Regions from separate parts of the Sus scrofa genome. Here regions 2 and 3 are each linked to region 1. The links are chromatin contacts, called in public Hi-C and HiChIP or PLAC-seq maps. All regions are on one chromosome and are shown on one strand. Each heading gives the region's core, a stretch centred on a gene start, on an enhancer-like site or on the middle of the called end of the contact. The rest is flanking DNA. Distances are from core to core; before and after follow the strand shown.

The links. A called contact is a pair of places that touch in the nucleus more often than the background predicts. HiChIP or PLAC-seq counts read pairs in DNA pulled down with a chosen protein or histone mark.
Region 2: a Hi-C map of liver shows a contact between it and region 1, with 5 times the contacts expected there. The contact joins the promoter of BTAF1 here to the promoter of MARCH5 in region 1. A contact is called at or near these places in 2 of 47 Hi-C or Micro-C datasets (embryonic fibroblasts and liver) and 2 of 2 datasets of contacts at active chromatin or transcription factors (alveolar macrophages and skeletal muscle).
Region 3: a contact with region 1 is called in an H3K27ac HiChIP or PLAC-seq map of alveolar macrophages. The contact joins the promoter of TNKS2 here to the promoter of MARCH5 in region 1. A contact is called at or near these places in 1 of 47 Hi-C or Micro-C datasets (heart right ventricle) and 2 of 2 datasets of contacts at active chromatin or transcription factors (alveolar macrophages and skeletal muscle).

The regions. Positions count from the first base shown.
Region 1 is chr14:103,867,883-103,873,020 of Sscrofa11.1, reverse strand. It overlaps MARCH5 (E3 ubiquitin-protein ligase MARCH5), which reads right to left and starts at 1,713. Exons shown (of 6, transcript XM_001927572.5): 1 at 1,351-1,713. The coding sequence starts at 1,385. CPEB3 (cytoplasmic polyadenylation element-binding protein 3) reads left to right here and starts at 1,776. Exons shown (of 12, transcript XM_021073494.1): 1 at 1,776-1,951.
Region 2 is chr14:103,527,505-103,532,264 of Sscrofa11.1, reverse strand. It overlaps BTAF1 (TATA-binding protein-associated factor 172), which reads right to left and starts at 1,519. Exons shown (of 38, transcript XM_003359291.5): 1 at 1,204-1,519. The coding sequence starts at 1,217.
Region 3 is chr14:103,393,797-103,398,823 of Sscrofa11.1, reverse strand. It overlaps TNKS2 (tankyrase-2), which reads right to left and starts at 2,400. Exons shown (of 27, transcript XM_001926556.7): 1 at 1,903-2,400. The coding sequence starts at 2,101.

The DNA of each region.
Region 1 (5,138 bases), core at 464-2,963:
AAATTTGTGAGTATGGTAAATTATCAAACCCCTAGACAATTGGGGAAAATGACCAAAAAGTTCATGCATTTGTTCAAAAAACAAATACATATATACTGAGGACCTGCTGAGTACCAGGCTCTGATGTGGGATTCAAAATAAATAATGAGTAAGCTGCCATCTTCCAGGAGGTTGTAAACTGCTTACATGAAGGGAGTAGTCAACACAACCAACCAGACCTGAATGCTCTCATCAAACAAGGGCTGGATTAATCACTGGGCCACCCCAACTAATAAACAAGTCAGTTCCATGATTTCTATCAACTTAGACATCTCAAAATTCTAAGCTCCAAAGGAAACGTCTGTCACTTTGGAAGGAGGCCTACTCTTGGGGGATGTGTGTTCTGGGTGGGGCAGATCCAAACAGCATTTAATTGGGTATATCTCATTTAAGCGAGGCCTTTCATTTAACACCTTCCAGTTGGACCTTCCCTCAGTACAAAGAGCTGTACCTCATGCTGAACAAGGGGACAAGTGGTCTACTGAAAGGTGTAGGCAACCAAACATGCATTATTAGCCTGCAGCATTGGCTATGCTGGGAAGTTATGTCCTGGTTTAGGGGGAAATGTGGATTACCGATCCCCAAAAACTCTTGATAGAACCCACGGACTAGAATATGAACAGCAGAGGGCGGTGCAGCCGATTTCACAGAATTTTACCCCCTGGAGCCCCCAGGAGCTGGCCCCAAAATAAGATGAAACTTGCTCTGTGAACTCAACGAATAGTAAAATATGCTAAGTGTTCAGGGTTGGACTCATGGCTGTTTTCCATAACCTCTACTTTGGTCTGACCGTTAAAGTCCCTTGCGGATACTCTTGACCTTACAGCCTGGGGTGGGGATGGGATGGGGGAGTTAGGAGAAATGTAATCAGCCTATCAGGCTTTCCAAAACAATGCTTATCTTGGAATAAGTATTAAAATTGGAGGGGGATCACTCCCCAGGAAAAGAGTCTGGTTCTCCTTGCCAGTGACATCACTGACAAACACGTTACAACAAAGTTTGGGGGGAGGGGAGAAGAGTAAGAAAAAGAAACTAATTCTGTGGGTTAATACGAACCCCTCTCACTTCTCAACGGCGTTCGAACAATACTACACGGCACTCTTTAAGTTTCGCTTTAGGTCTACGCATCCAGGCCACCCGCTCTGTCCTCTCCCACGTATGGGCTCCAAACTTTCTGCCCCTCACCCGGCCCCCAGGCCGTGGAACTCCTCCCAGCACGCCGGGCTCCGCTTCCGAAGAGCCCCGAGGCTGGGCGCGGCAGGGCCGGAGCGAGAGTCCGCGGCTCGCGTCCTCCCCCAAGGTTGTCCGTACCTGTCCAGCATCTGCTGTAGGGCTTGGTCCGGCATCTTCCGCTGAGCCGGCGCACTCGCCTCCCCAGTGGGCCCGGTCAGGGCCGGGCCCAGGGACAATAGCACTGAGAGGCGGCGGAGTAGGCCTCAGTCCAGCGGCCGCCACGAACCCGCCAGCCAGCCTCCCGGGGCGGCTCCGCGAGCCCAGCGGTGGCGGTGCGCGGCCCGCGGGCGCCCGGAGGAGGCGGTGGGGAGCGAGGAGGAGGAGCCTGGGGCGGGGAGGCGGCGATCGCGGCCCGGGTTCCTGCCCGTCGGCCCGGGGTTCCGGTCCATGGACCGCGGGCGCCGAGTTGCTGCCGGCGGAGGAGCTACCTCTGTGAGGTAAGAGTCACCGCCTCCGTGCGCGCCGGGGTCACGACGCAAGGCGGCCCAGAGCAGCCTGGGAGATGTAGTCCTCGGACCGTCCCCGCTAGAGGCTGCACAGCCTGCCCAGACCACCGCCGCTGCGCCCGCCGCCGCCCGGCCGGCGCCCTCCCGTTTCCTTCCTCCAGGGGGAAAAATGTCCTGCGGGCCGCTTTCCAGGAAGCAGCAGGATGTGCCGCTCCACTGTCAGTAGCATCAAGGTCAGCCCTCCCTGCCTGTTTCTTTTCTCTCCGCTTTTGCGCTCAGGTGGGACCGAGCCAGGTGAGGGGTGGGGGCTAAAGAGCCATTTCTCAGCAGGGTCCCCAGTCCTGGCCGCGGCGTCCGGGCGGGCCGTGGCGGGGGTGGGGGTGGCAGAAGCGCCTTCTGAAGCTCTCGGCGCAGGGGCCAGCCTCTGCCGCATCTGAACCCATTTTGGGGAATTACACAACCCCCGCAAAGGGTCGGATGCTCTAGTGTTATTCCTGAGGGGTCAGGAGGACAGGGGCTGCCGTGACCAGATGGTTCCCACCCGAGTGTGTATGTTTGCCCCGGGGGATGGGGTGGGGGAGAGGGGAGAGGGGAGGTGGGATTGGGGGAAAGATTATTTTCTCCCTCTCTAGGAACCTTCTAAATGTGCCCGGGCTTTCAAGGGCTCTCCGATAGTCTCCAAATGGAACATGTTCGTGAATAAACAGCTCTTGCTTACTCAGCTGTGGGTTGTCAGGGGTGTTTGTTTCTCTCTCTGCTTCTGGTCACTGTTAACCATTTATAGGCGCCTTGACACCTCCAGGCAGGTGGATGGATGGATATGGAGGTGGGGGGGAATCAAAAGGGAAAAATCATAAATCGCTCCTTGGGTTGTTCTCTGATGTTCTAGGGACAGCTTTGGCGGGAGGAAAGGAGCTGTTGGTTAAAATGAATGCGTCTTTTGGACGACCTGTGGCGTTCTTTAGTGCAGTGATTGGTACGACGTCTGGTAGTTTTCCCTTGATTATGTCTAATTTCTGCCGCAAGAGGCTTGATTTTTTTTTTCTTCAAATCAAAATGTTTTTTAAGCTCTTTTTTTTTTAACGTAGAATTTTACAATCAGCTCTTAATTCTGTTTAAAGTTTGCGTCCTGAATATATTTGAACTAGAGTGTACATTGCCAGGAAGAAAAACAAAAATAACATGTGACTAGAAGTTTATTTGGCCTCCAATTTCTGAAAGATACTTTTATGAAAGGCTTTAGAAATTTACATGACTAATTATAATTAATGCTTCCGCCTTTTTTCTCATGAAATGAGAAGCAGGCCCTTGATAGGGGAGAGAAATAAGTAATTTAGGGTGTTTGATATTGTGAATGCCTATTTATTGCTACTCCTACTGTGTTAAGTCCCTTGCTGTGTGTTTATCTCTTAAGCAATTGTCAGTCACAGGATGGATGCATACATGCTGCTCAAAAAATAGAATTTGATCCTAGAATATCTATTAAATAGGTTAGGACAAACGCCATTTAATTTCATGATTTACACTAAAAGAAGTTCTCACCTCATCTTAAGATTTCTATTTGAATCCCAAATTGGAAAGTGATATGATAACAGTTCTATTGATAGCAGAATGGTGTGCAGATTAACCTTATTTTTTTAAAAAAAGAGTTTATATTAGCATCTTCATGAAAATTCCATTTCCTGGCTGTGTCAAATAATCCTTTGAAATAGAAAAAAAAAAGTTATTCATCTTAAGAGTGATAGCAAGAGAATGTATGTGTATGTATATATACATGACTGAGTCACTTTGCTGTACAGCAGAAATTGGCACAACATTGTAAATCAACTATATTTTAATTTTAAAAAGTGATTATTAAGAAAAAAAAGTGATCAGCACCTGACCTAGTAGTTCCATTCCTTGACATCTACACAAGAAAAATAAAAACATATGTCTACACAGAAGCTTGTATGCCAACATTCATAGCAGCATTATTTCTAATAGCCAAAAGTGGAAATCACCCAAATATCCATCATCTGATGAATGGATAAACCAAGTGTGGTGTATTCATACAATAGAATGTTATTAAGTGGTAACAAGCAATGAAGTTCTGATACATGTGAAATATGGATGAATCTTGAAAATATGATGCAAGTGAAAGCCAATTTCAAAAACTGCATATTGTATGATTTCATTTGTTTTTAATATTAAGAATAAATTCATAGAGACATAGATCAGAGCTGGAGGGGTTGGGGAGAAATGAAGAGAGATTGCTAATGGGTATGAGGTTTCTTTTTGGGTTAAGGAAAATGTTCCAGAATTAGAGTAGTGAGGGTTATACAACTTTATCAATTATATTGTAGTTTGAAAAGCAAGATAAAACAAAATTAGATTCTGGTAATGGTGGCACACTTCTGTAAATATACTTAAAATGAATTGTACACTTTTTTTTTTTTTTGTCTTTTTGCTATTTCTTTGGGCCGCTCCTGCGGCATATGGAGGTTCCCAGGCTAGGGGTCTAATCGGAGCTGTAGCTGCCAGCCTACGCCAGAGCCACAGCAACACGGGATCCGAGCCGCGTCTGCAACCTACACCACAGCTCACGGCAACGCCAGATCATTAACCCACTGAGCAAGAGCAGGGACTGAATCCGCAACCTCATGGTTCTAGTCGGATTTGTTAACCACTGCACCACAACGGGAACTCCGAATTGTACACTTAATATGAATTAATTTGTACATTTAGTGTGAGTTAATTTTATAATATGTAAATTACATCTCAGAAAAGCAGTTAGAAAACTAATTTGTTCCATATAAAATGTTCATAAAGATATCTAAAGAGAAACAGATAACTGATAATTCTTTATTGTCAAACATATATTTGTGTGTGTATATATATATATATATATATATATATATATATATTTTTTTTTTTTTTTTTTTTTTTGACTGAGCCCATAGCATGTAGAACTTTCCAGGCCACAGATCGCCTGTGCCATAGCAGTGACCTAAGCTGTTGCAGTGCCCACACTGGGTCCCTAACCTGTTGCACCACAGGAGAATTCCTAACTTTTTACATTTTGTAATTAGTAGGGGCAAAAATCACGATTAATAAAACTCATGAAGTAAGTCCCTTACATTTGAAATGGGTGACACACACAGCTTGTACTTCAATTTTGTTTGTCCACTTTGTTTTCATTGCTCTTGCATTTTCCAGTAAAACTTAGAATAATTGGAATGATAATTTACTCTCTGATTTTGAAGGAAAAAAGTCTTGATTACTTAAGATATTAGTCTGACCCCTTCCCCCACAAACAAAGTAGAAACGGACTTAGGCATTTTACATAGAGTTAAAGACTTATGGTAAATGATATTTAGCCAAGAGAGTAGCAACATCACAACAAAGAAATAGTTTCTTCAGTGCTACATTTTAAAATAGAAA
Region 2 (4,760 bases), core at 270-2,769, 340 kb after region 1:
TCACATTATAGGCAACCAATTAAAATATACACCTTCCTGTATTTGCAAAAACTGAAAACATTACTTGTATTCTCTCAAGGTATTTTTATAAATCACAAAATAAGAACCTCCTCACATTAATGAATTCAACTAATCTATGAAATAAAACTTGGATGCCCCTGCTACAGTTATCTTGCAACCCAATTCTCATGTGTTTCTCCCACACGCTCTTTCATAATTTATCTGGAGAGTATGCAAGGGATGGGTTATCTTTTCACTTGCAAAATAGGAATGTGCTCAACTATGAAAAATGAATAAAAACGATGTTTTCTGAACTGTCATCATTTCCCCCTTCAGTCTATGTGGTAGAAAACTACTCATGAAAACTAACAATAAACTTGCTCAATCTTTCTGACTGCTCTGAGAAAGACTATCCCCTATTTACATGTCCATATGCCCACTAACATCGAGCCTCTGCCAAAATGTATTCCCACCATTCTTTAATACTGGAGGAAAGAAGTTCCTCCTATAGCTATACAAATAAATGTCTTGCTGGTTTTCCTACAGTTTTCCTAGACTTTGCTACTGATGGGCATCACTTTAAAATAATTTAAGATTTGCGATCCATCTTTCGCGCCTTGGTTAAGAAGATGATGCCGATTCAATAATTTGCTACAGATTACAACGCTGACGATCGAGTAGGTACTGCCAAACAAAAGGAAGAATTATTTTGTATTGTAAAAAAAAAGTCCCAAGGAAAGAACATATCCCTAAAGACGTAAAGAAAAAATTTTCACATAATTAAAAGGTCATTTGGATAATAGTAACTCAAACCTCCCCGACGTCGACAGTTACTACCAAGTTTTCCCGTGAAATGGAGGTTAGGGATCGGCCTTAGAATACTATGAAAGAGAAGAGACTCTCCTAGAACTGAAAGAGGGAAGAGAAACCACAGATGAGAAACATGGTGAGGAAAGAGAAAAACTAGCTCTAACGTGCCAAAGGCTGTATTCAACAAGAAAGAGACGTTTTTTTAACCGATTTAGGAGAAGTAACCAGAGCCAAAACCCTCGCAGACCAAGGGGAAAACTCCTGAGTGTGGGGAGGAAGGCGCCCGAGCCCAGTGACAATGGGAACCGCTCCTTTCTAGGAGTGGGTGCACCGAGAGGAGACTGTGCCTCGGCCGGGCCGATTTACCGTCGGCTCGGGAAGAGCTAGACTTACCTGGAGACCGCCATGGCCGGGCGCCGGCGGTTCGGAGCTCGCCGCGAGCGACCCGCGGCGCCGCGGAGGCGCTAGTTTCCAGAGAGCAGAGCGGCGCAGGCCCAGGCCCCGAAGCAAAAGGGAGCGGCCAGTGCGGCGAGGGGCGTCCTGGCGCGGGCCCTCGGGCATCTGCCCCGCCGCCTACCCGAGCTCGTACCCACCGCGGCCGGGGCGCAAAGGTCTGAGACAGAGTCGGAGGCGGCAGTCCTCCGACCCGCACGACTTCAAACCGGGTGCCCCCAGCCCCGCTCTTTGCTGACGTAGGCGTCGGCACGCCGGACTGAGCGTCAGCGCGCCGGAAGTGACGTCAGCCCCCGCGAGGGTTTCCGCTTGGCCGCTGAGCCAAAGGAGTGCGAGAGGCTTCCCCCGGCGGCGCGCGCCTGCGAACTAGCTCGTGGTGCCCATCAGAAGGGGATTGTTAGTCTTCAGAGGAGGCAGGAGAGGAGAAGTAAGAGTCCCCTTAATTTTCTAAAAAAGGAAAAAAGACTCTGTAGCCCGGGTTCTGGAAGTTCAAAACCTATGTTTCTGATTCCTCCAGCCCCATTTTTGTCCCACCGGATTTTCCTAGAGAAAGCAATATCCGAGGGACCAGAGAACTCTCTAGTCCGGGTGGCAGTGCCAGAGGGAAGGGTGAAATCCAGAAAGATCTGCGACGGTACTTCTGAAGACACGGCCCAAATGTTTGCCATATTCCTGCCATATGTTCTGCATGGGCACTGGAGGAAAGGTCTTCTGCCAGCCATTTTGCCAAGTTTGGTTTCCTAATTGTTTCTCTTTTTGGTCCCGTCATTTTCTCATCAGATTTGAAAATTCTCAGCCATTTATGTTTATATTTATTTGCTTATGCATCTATTCAATTGCTTAACTTATTAGTCTTTTAAACATTTCTCTGTCACCTGGTGCAGGCCCTTATCTTAAACCTGATTTTTATAATAATTGTCAAAGGGATATTTTTCCAACTTCTTCAATTGAGCTAATCTTTCAGGCCTCCAACAGATTAGTCTTCAAGAAACACTGCTTTTATCGTGTCATAAAACTTGTCCATTGACTACTCATTACCTGAAGAGGCTATGCCTCAATCCCTGAGTCTTTCTCATCTGTAAAATGAAGCTAATGAGAATTACTATAGGAATAAAATGATGTCATGTATCTACAAGAGTTTACAAGAGTTTATAGACCATAAAGGGAAAGAAACTAACTTAAGAACCTACTGTGTGCTAATCATTTGGCATGCGTTATCTCACATAATTTGTAGGCCAATCCTGTAAAGAAAGTATTAATGTTCACTTTATAGGTGGGAAAACTAAGTTGGTAATTTGCCTGACATCCAAGCTAGTAATAATATTTACTGTTCATTCACTCAGCAAATATTAGTTTGGTCCCTGCTCTATACCAGACACTCTGTTAGGCACTGTTTATGCAATTAGACAAAAATCTGATTAAGCTGATGTTCTTTTTTCTTTTTTTCTTTTTCTCCTTTTTAGGGCCACACCCACGACATATGGAGGTTCCCAGGCTAGGGGTCAAATTGGAGCCACAGCTGTCAGCCTCAGCAACACAAGATCTGAGCCACGTCTGTGACCTACACCACAGCTCACAGCAACACCGGATCCTTAACCCACTGAGCGAGGCCAGGGATCAAACCTGCAACCTCATGATTCCTAGTCAGATTAGTTTTCACTGTGCCACAGTGGGAATTCCAAACTGATGTTCTAATATCTTGGCATATCACAGCCTCCTCCCACCTGCCTTCTCAGTTCATCTACCACCACTGAAACTAACAAGCAGGTACATTTACTGATTACACACTATATTCATTTATTCAGCCAAAATTAAGTACCCACCACATGCTAAACACCTCATACTAGAAATGAGGGCTTCAGAATAAACCAGGAGTTTCCGTTGTGGTACAGTGAAAACGAACCTGACTAGTATCCCATTTTGCTGTGGCTGTGGTGTAGGCTGGCAGCTGTAGCTCTGATTCAGTCCTAGCCTGGGAACCTCCATATGCCTTGGCTTCGGCCCTAAAAAGACAATAAATAAATAAACTAAATAAATAAATAAATACATACATAAAATAAAATTCCTTGCCTGGAAACTTCTATGTGCCTCCAGTGAAGCCATAAAAAAATTAAAAAAAAATACTCTGGAGTTTCTGCTGTGGCACAACAGATCAGTGGTGTCACTGTGGCACCAGGATGTGGGTTTGATTCCCCGTCTAGCATGGTGGGTTAAAGGATCCTGTGTGGCCACTGCTTCAGCTCAGGCGGCAACTGTGGCTCAGATCTGATCCCTGCCCTGGGAATTCCATGTGCCATGTGGCAGCCAAAAAGAGGGGGGGATACTGTAATATCCAGGAGATAATCAGATATATAGTTCTAAATGACATATAGAATAGAGGAAAGCTCGTGTTATACCTTGGTAAGGTATGGTATAATAATCAAATATATTGAAGTCAGAATGACTTTGGGTTATTTGGGGGGGGCGCTTTTTGTTTTGTTTTGTTTTGTTTTTGGCCGCACCCACAGCATGTGCAAGTTCCTAGGCCAGGGATCAAACCCACTCCCCAGCAATGACCCCAGCTGCTGCAGTGGCAATGCTGGATCCTTAACACACTGCATCTCAAGGGAACTCCAAGAATGACTTGTTTTTAAATCCTTCCTCACCGCGCTTAAAAGTTGTGTGTCCAGGGGGAGTTGTGTAACCTTTCTAAGCTTCAGTTCCTTTTGAGAAATGAGGACAATAACAGTACCTCATAGTTGTGGTAAGGATTAAATAAGGTGATGAACTTAAAGCATTTAACCAAGTGACTACAAAAACAAGCACTCAAAAAACATTATTAGCTACATTGTGTTCTTTTTTTTAACTATGTAACCTTAAGCAAATCACTTCTACATTGCCATATCCTCATCAGTGAAAGGGGGATAATAATAGTACTGGTACACAACCCTTATCTGAGACCCTGGTTGGATGATTTTCTGAATTTAGCTTTCTTTAGATTTGGAAAGTAATCCCATTTAGATACCTTGTATTATGTTTCACCCCAACATCTTCTAGGGCAGCACCCCATAATCAAATAAATTTTTTGTTCTGTAGCAAAATGTATGATTAGTCATTCTAAGGGAACTAAATAAGAGACTGTAAATAGCTGCATGGCAGCTTAGGTTAGGTTTTCCTACCAAATGAATTTTTTAAAATTCTTATTTTCAGACCTTTTAAGATTCTGCAAATAGGGGATTATGAACCTGTCTTTACAAAGTTGTTTAAGAATCAAATGTGTTTATACACAATACACTTTAAAAATACTAAATGCTGGAGTTCCCATCATGGCGCAGTGGTTAACGAATCCGACTAGGAACCATGAGGTTGCGGGTTCGATCCCTGGCCTTGATCAGTGGGTTAACGATCCTGGTGTTGCCGTGAGCCGTGGTGTAGGTCGCAGATGCAGCTCGGATCCCGAGTTGCTGTGGCTCTGGCGTAGGCTGGCAGCTACAGCTCCGGTTAGACCCCTAGCCTGG
Region 3 (5,027 bases), core at 1,151-3,650, 470 kb after region 1:
TTTTTTTTTTTTTTTTTTGTCTTTTTGTCTTTTTGTCTTTTCTGGGGCTGCACCTGTGGCATATGGAGGTTCCCAGGCTAGGGATCGACTCAGAGCTGTAGCCTCCGGCCTACACCACAACCACAGCAATGGCAGATCTGAGCTGCGTCTGTAACCTACACCACAGCTCAAGGCAATGACGGATCCCCAACCCACTGAGCAAGGCCAGGGATTGAACCTGCAACCTCATGGTTCCTGGTCGTATTCGTTAACCACTGAGCCACAACGGGAACTCCTATACCATAAATTCTTAATCTTTTAACCTGTATGTGGTAAATTATGATGGGTGAGTTGGTTCCTAAAATAAAATTCTCCTTTTCAGTCTGACCAAACTACATGAAATCTACATTAAAAAGTACTTTGAAATGCTGGGACAGAACTGAGGGTGGGAAGGTTGGGAGGAACAAGGTCAATCAGAAGCTAATCCATAACCTTAAACCTCCAAATATTACTATTTTCAGAGATGAACTCACTAATACAACAAATTCTTGAAAGGTAGCAACTAAGATCTTCCTTGGTTATTTTTATCCCACAGATCAAGTGAACAGAATCTAAGTAACACTACCCTTTGGATTACGTATCAGTTGGGTATGAAAGTTTGCCAAATCAGTTGTTTAAATGTTGACTACATGGACAAAAACGACAATCCAAATTAGCTGAGGAAAGGCAGCACTGATCACCAAAATTTTAGGCAAAATGGTGAAAAAGGAGATTTGATTTTAGAATTCTTCCCCATTCCCTTTCTGCTGCCTACAGTCTTGTTTCTACTTCTCCCACCAATGGCCTCCTAAATCTTCTCCCTTAAAAGGCTTCTCAGTGGGAGCCCAACAATGTCTGTGAATACGGAAATCTTTCCTTCTCTGCACATCATTCCTACTCCAAAAAACAGTGCTTTAAAACATATAGTTCTGCTTTTTCAAAAAATTATTTTAAACAAGCATGTAATACCCAAAATGAAAAACCAGGACTAACGGAAGTATGACACTCTATTCCCACTTTTAATCGTGCATGGCTCCCTTGAGGATAATCACGATCTTTCCTCAAAAAGAAAAGCATAAATGCCTTGTAGAAATGAGCTGTTTCATCTTTAATTTTTTAATTTTTCAATTAAATTTAAAAAGCTTATATTACAAAGTGAACCTAGCAAAAATTAAAATAAAGTACTTCAAACAATCTAAATCTCAGAATGAGGCGAGGCTAGTACCAATTTAAATTCTAAATCCAAGCTAGAGAACCTGCACCGTCTTTCCTCTCATTCTACTTTCCACCCTAAGTTGAGTCTGGCAGGGACTACCCAATCGCACCCAGCCTAAGTCAGATCTCAGTTCTCCCAAACTTGACTATTTCCAGTTCTAGTCTCTCTAGAAACTTGCTACCCTGATAAACTCATTAAGGGTAATGTGTCAATGGTCAATTAAGCTACTCTTCTTGAATTACACTCCTGCGTTTTATAAAAGCCTTTAAGATTGTATATCAAAGGATTGTTAAGTGTTACAGTGGAACGTGCAAGAACGATAGATTTTACAGTTAACTGGCCTTTAAAATCACAAGGTCTATTACATCTCTTACTCTGTGTGTACAAGGCCTTTCAGGTTAGTAAGACCGGAAGTTGGTACAGGTATTGTCGATACAAAACAAAACAAAGCAAAAACAAAAACAAAACTTCCAGTGAGTTCAGCACGCTCGCCCCTACTCCCCTACCCCCATTTCCTCAGTTCCCATTCGACAACATCGAGATGAATGGGACCGGGGTCCTATGGGAAAGGCCGGGGTCAGAGGAGCATTATGTCTGCTTTGGGGCCTGCGAGCCTGGGTGCGCAGGTGGGGTCTGGGGCGAGTCGAGGCGGCAATGGCCTGGGTTACCTGCGGCGAAGTGGAGCGGCGTGGACTTCCTGCCCGCCGTGTCGCGGCTGTTCACCTTCTCGGGCGTAACTAGTCTCTTGACTCGCTCCACGTCCCCGTTGCGGCACGCTTCGAACAGCTCGCGGGCGGCCGGCTCCACCGCCTCGGTCGCCGCGCCCGCGCAGGCCGCGCCCCCGCCGGCGCAGCGGCGGCCCGACATGATCCTGGCCGCCGCCGCCACCAGCAGCAGCGCCAGCAGCGGCAGCAGGAGCCCCGGCCCCGCGAGCAGGAGGGCGAGGGCCCCGGGAGGAGAGGAGCTCAGGGCCCGGGCCGCTTGACTCCCTGCTGTCACCGGGCTCGACTCAGTCCCATGGCCGCGCTGCCGCGCACCCCTCGCCCAGCCCCACGACCCCTGGCTGCCCTGAGACGGCGGAGGCACAGCGAACCCGCCGTTTGAGACACTAAGCGACGCGACGGCGGAAGCTGGCAAGGCCCCTCCTGCCAGCTCTGCTGAGCCCGGGAGCGCACGTGACGTCGTGCCGCGCGTGCGCAGTGGCGGCAGAGCGGCCGGCTGGGTTTCGGAGAGCCAGGCCGCGCGGAGGGGCTTGTGGGAAATGTGAGGCGAGAGCCTCCGGCCGCGGGAGAAGAAGGGGCTTCGTCCCACCGCCATCTTTGTGGTGGCTTTTGATGGAGTCGAACAATTCTGCTTATTGTCTCTGTTTAAAGAATGGATTTCCTGGTCTGAATTTCCTTACTGCTACAACACTGGAAAGAACTCTCGAAAGTTTTCTCTCCGATCTTACATATTATTTTGGACTTGTTATGAGGAAATGTTCCATTTTTTTCAGCTTCCACAATCACTTTCTCCTTGAGGGTTTCTTTTCTGGTTTGGTTTGTTTTTGTGCTCCCCCAACCCCCACCTCCCCAACCTTCTCCCTGCCCCGGCAACTGCTATTTTGTTGTTTTTTGTGAGCCACTTCTCGGAAATGAATGACTTGCTTGATGGGAAGTTTGGATGAACCGCCCCCAGATCGTTTAGGAAATTAGGAAAGCGATGAAAGTTTGTTCCAAGTATAAATTAATAACGGAGAGGCATTGCTCAGATTAATTACTTTTCCCTTAGTTATTAGCTCGGGACTAATTGAAGGGCCCATCATAAATCAATATTATGTTGATTTGGCTGAGGTGTGCTTATCCTGGGTATACACATTGCTGACAGTTTAATGAATTGTGATTTTTTTTTTTTTTTTTTTACTATGGAAGCAAGAAAAGCACATTATTAATTCTCACGCCTAAGGTACTGATGCAGCTGTTCATGATCATCCCGTACTCTATACCTTAGTCTTAGGAAACTTTTAAAAGAAAGATAGGAGTTCCCGTCGTGGCGCAGTGGTTAACAAATCCGACTAGGAACCATGAGGTTGCGGTTCGGTCCCTGCCCTTGCTCAGTGGGTTAACGATCCGGCGTTGCCGTGAGCTGTGGTGTGGGTTGCAGACGCGGCTCGGATCCTGTGTTGCTGTGGCTCTGGCGTAGGCCAGTGGCTGCAGCTCCAATTCGACCCCTAGCCTGGGAACCTCCATATGCCGCGGGAGTGGCCCAAAGAAATAGCAAAAAGACAAAAAAAAAAAAAAAAAAAAAGAAAGATAATGCAAACGTAAAGGGATACATATTGACCTTTGCAATGCAGGCAAGCATATTCCCCCTCCCCTGAATTTCTTAACCTCTTTTTCGGCAAATTCAGTTTTTGCTTGGGAATGTGCTCAAATTTACAATGCTGCCATTTGGTTTCTTTCCAATTTTTTGTTATGAACAAGAGTGCTATGAATATTCCTATGCATTCTTCTGGTGCACATGTACAAGTATTTAAAATGAGAGGCAGACATTTTGACCACTGCCTATAGTATAAGAAATGCATTTTGTGGAGTTCCCGTCGTGGCGCAGTGGTTAATGAATCCCACTAGGAACCATGAGGTTGCGGGTTCGGTCCCTGCCCTTGCTCAGTGGGTTAGCGATCCGGCGTTGCCGGGAGCTGTGGTGTAGGTTGCAGACGCGGCTCGGATCCCGCGTTGCTGTGGCTCTGGCGTAGGCCGGTGGCTACAGCTCCGATTCAACCCCTAGCCTGGGAACCTCCATATGCCGCGGGAGCGGCCCAAGAAATAGCAACAACAACAAAAGAAAGACAAAAAAAAAAAAAAAAAAAAAAAGAAATGCATTTTGTGTCTTCAGCCAGTAAACATACTTATACATAAAACAAAAGTGTCATCAAATAATAAAACAATATTCATTTCTTCAATGTTTAGAAAAATGCTAGTTATGACTTTCAGTTAATGGATTACAGAACTCACAAATGAGTGGTAACACAAGTTTTGAAAAACACTGAGGAAATGGACTATCCAGGGGTGGGATCACTGAGTCACAAGGAATGAATGTTCACTTTACAAGGTAAAGCCAAATTGTTTTTCAAAGAGATTGTTTAAAATAGACACACTAGCTGAGTTTAGGAGTCTTAAAAAAAACTCTGTCCTCATCAATGCTGGATACTGTCTGATTAATTTTTTCCAACATATGGAGTGTAAATGGTATCTCAAGGAGGTCTTAGTCCTCATTTTAAAAAGTATCAAATTTCTAAATTTCTCAGTGGAAAAATGCAAATTAAAACCACAGTGGGATAATACCACACACTCATAAGGATGACGACTATCAAAAGGACAGAAAATAAGAAGTGTTGGTGAAATTTATGGAGAAATTGGAAACGAGCATTCCTGGTGGGATTGTAAAATGGTGCAACTGCTGAGAAAAGCAATGTGACATTTCCTCAAAAAATTTAAAATAGAACTACCACATGATCCAGTCATTCTTCTTTTGGACCTATGCACAAAAGAATTGAAAGCAGGGCCTTGAAGAGATATTTGCACACCCACATTCATAGCAGCATTATTCACAATAGCCAAGCGGTAGAAGTAACCCAAATGTCCATGATCAGATGAACTGATCAACAAAATGTGGTATATACATACAATAGACTATTATTCAGTTTTAAAAAAGGATACCTGTCATATGCTACAACATGGATGAACCTAGAGGACATTAAGTGAAATAAGGCAGTCACAAAAAGACAAATACTGTATGATTCCACTTAGATGAG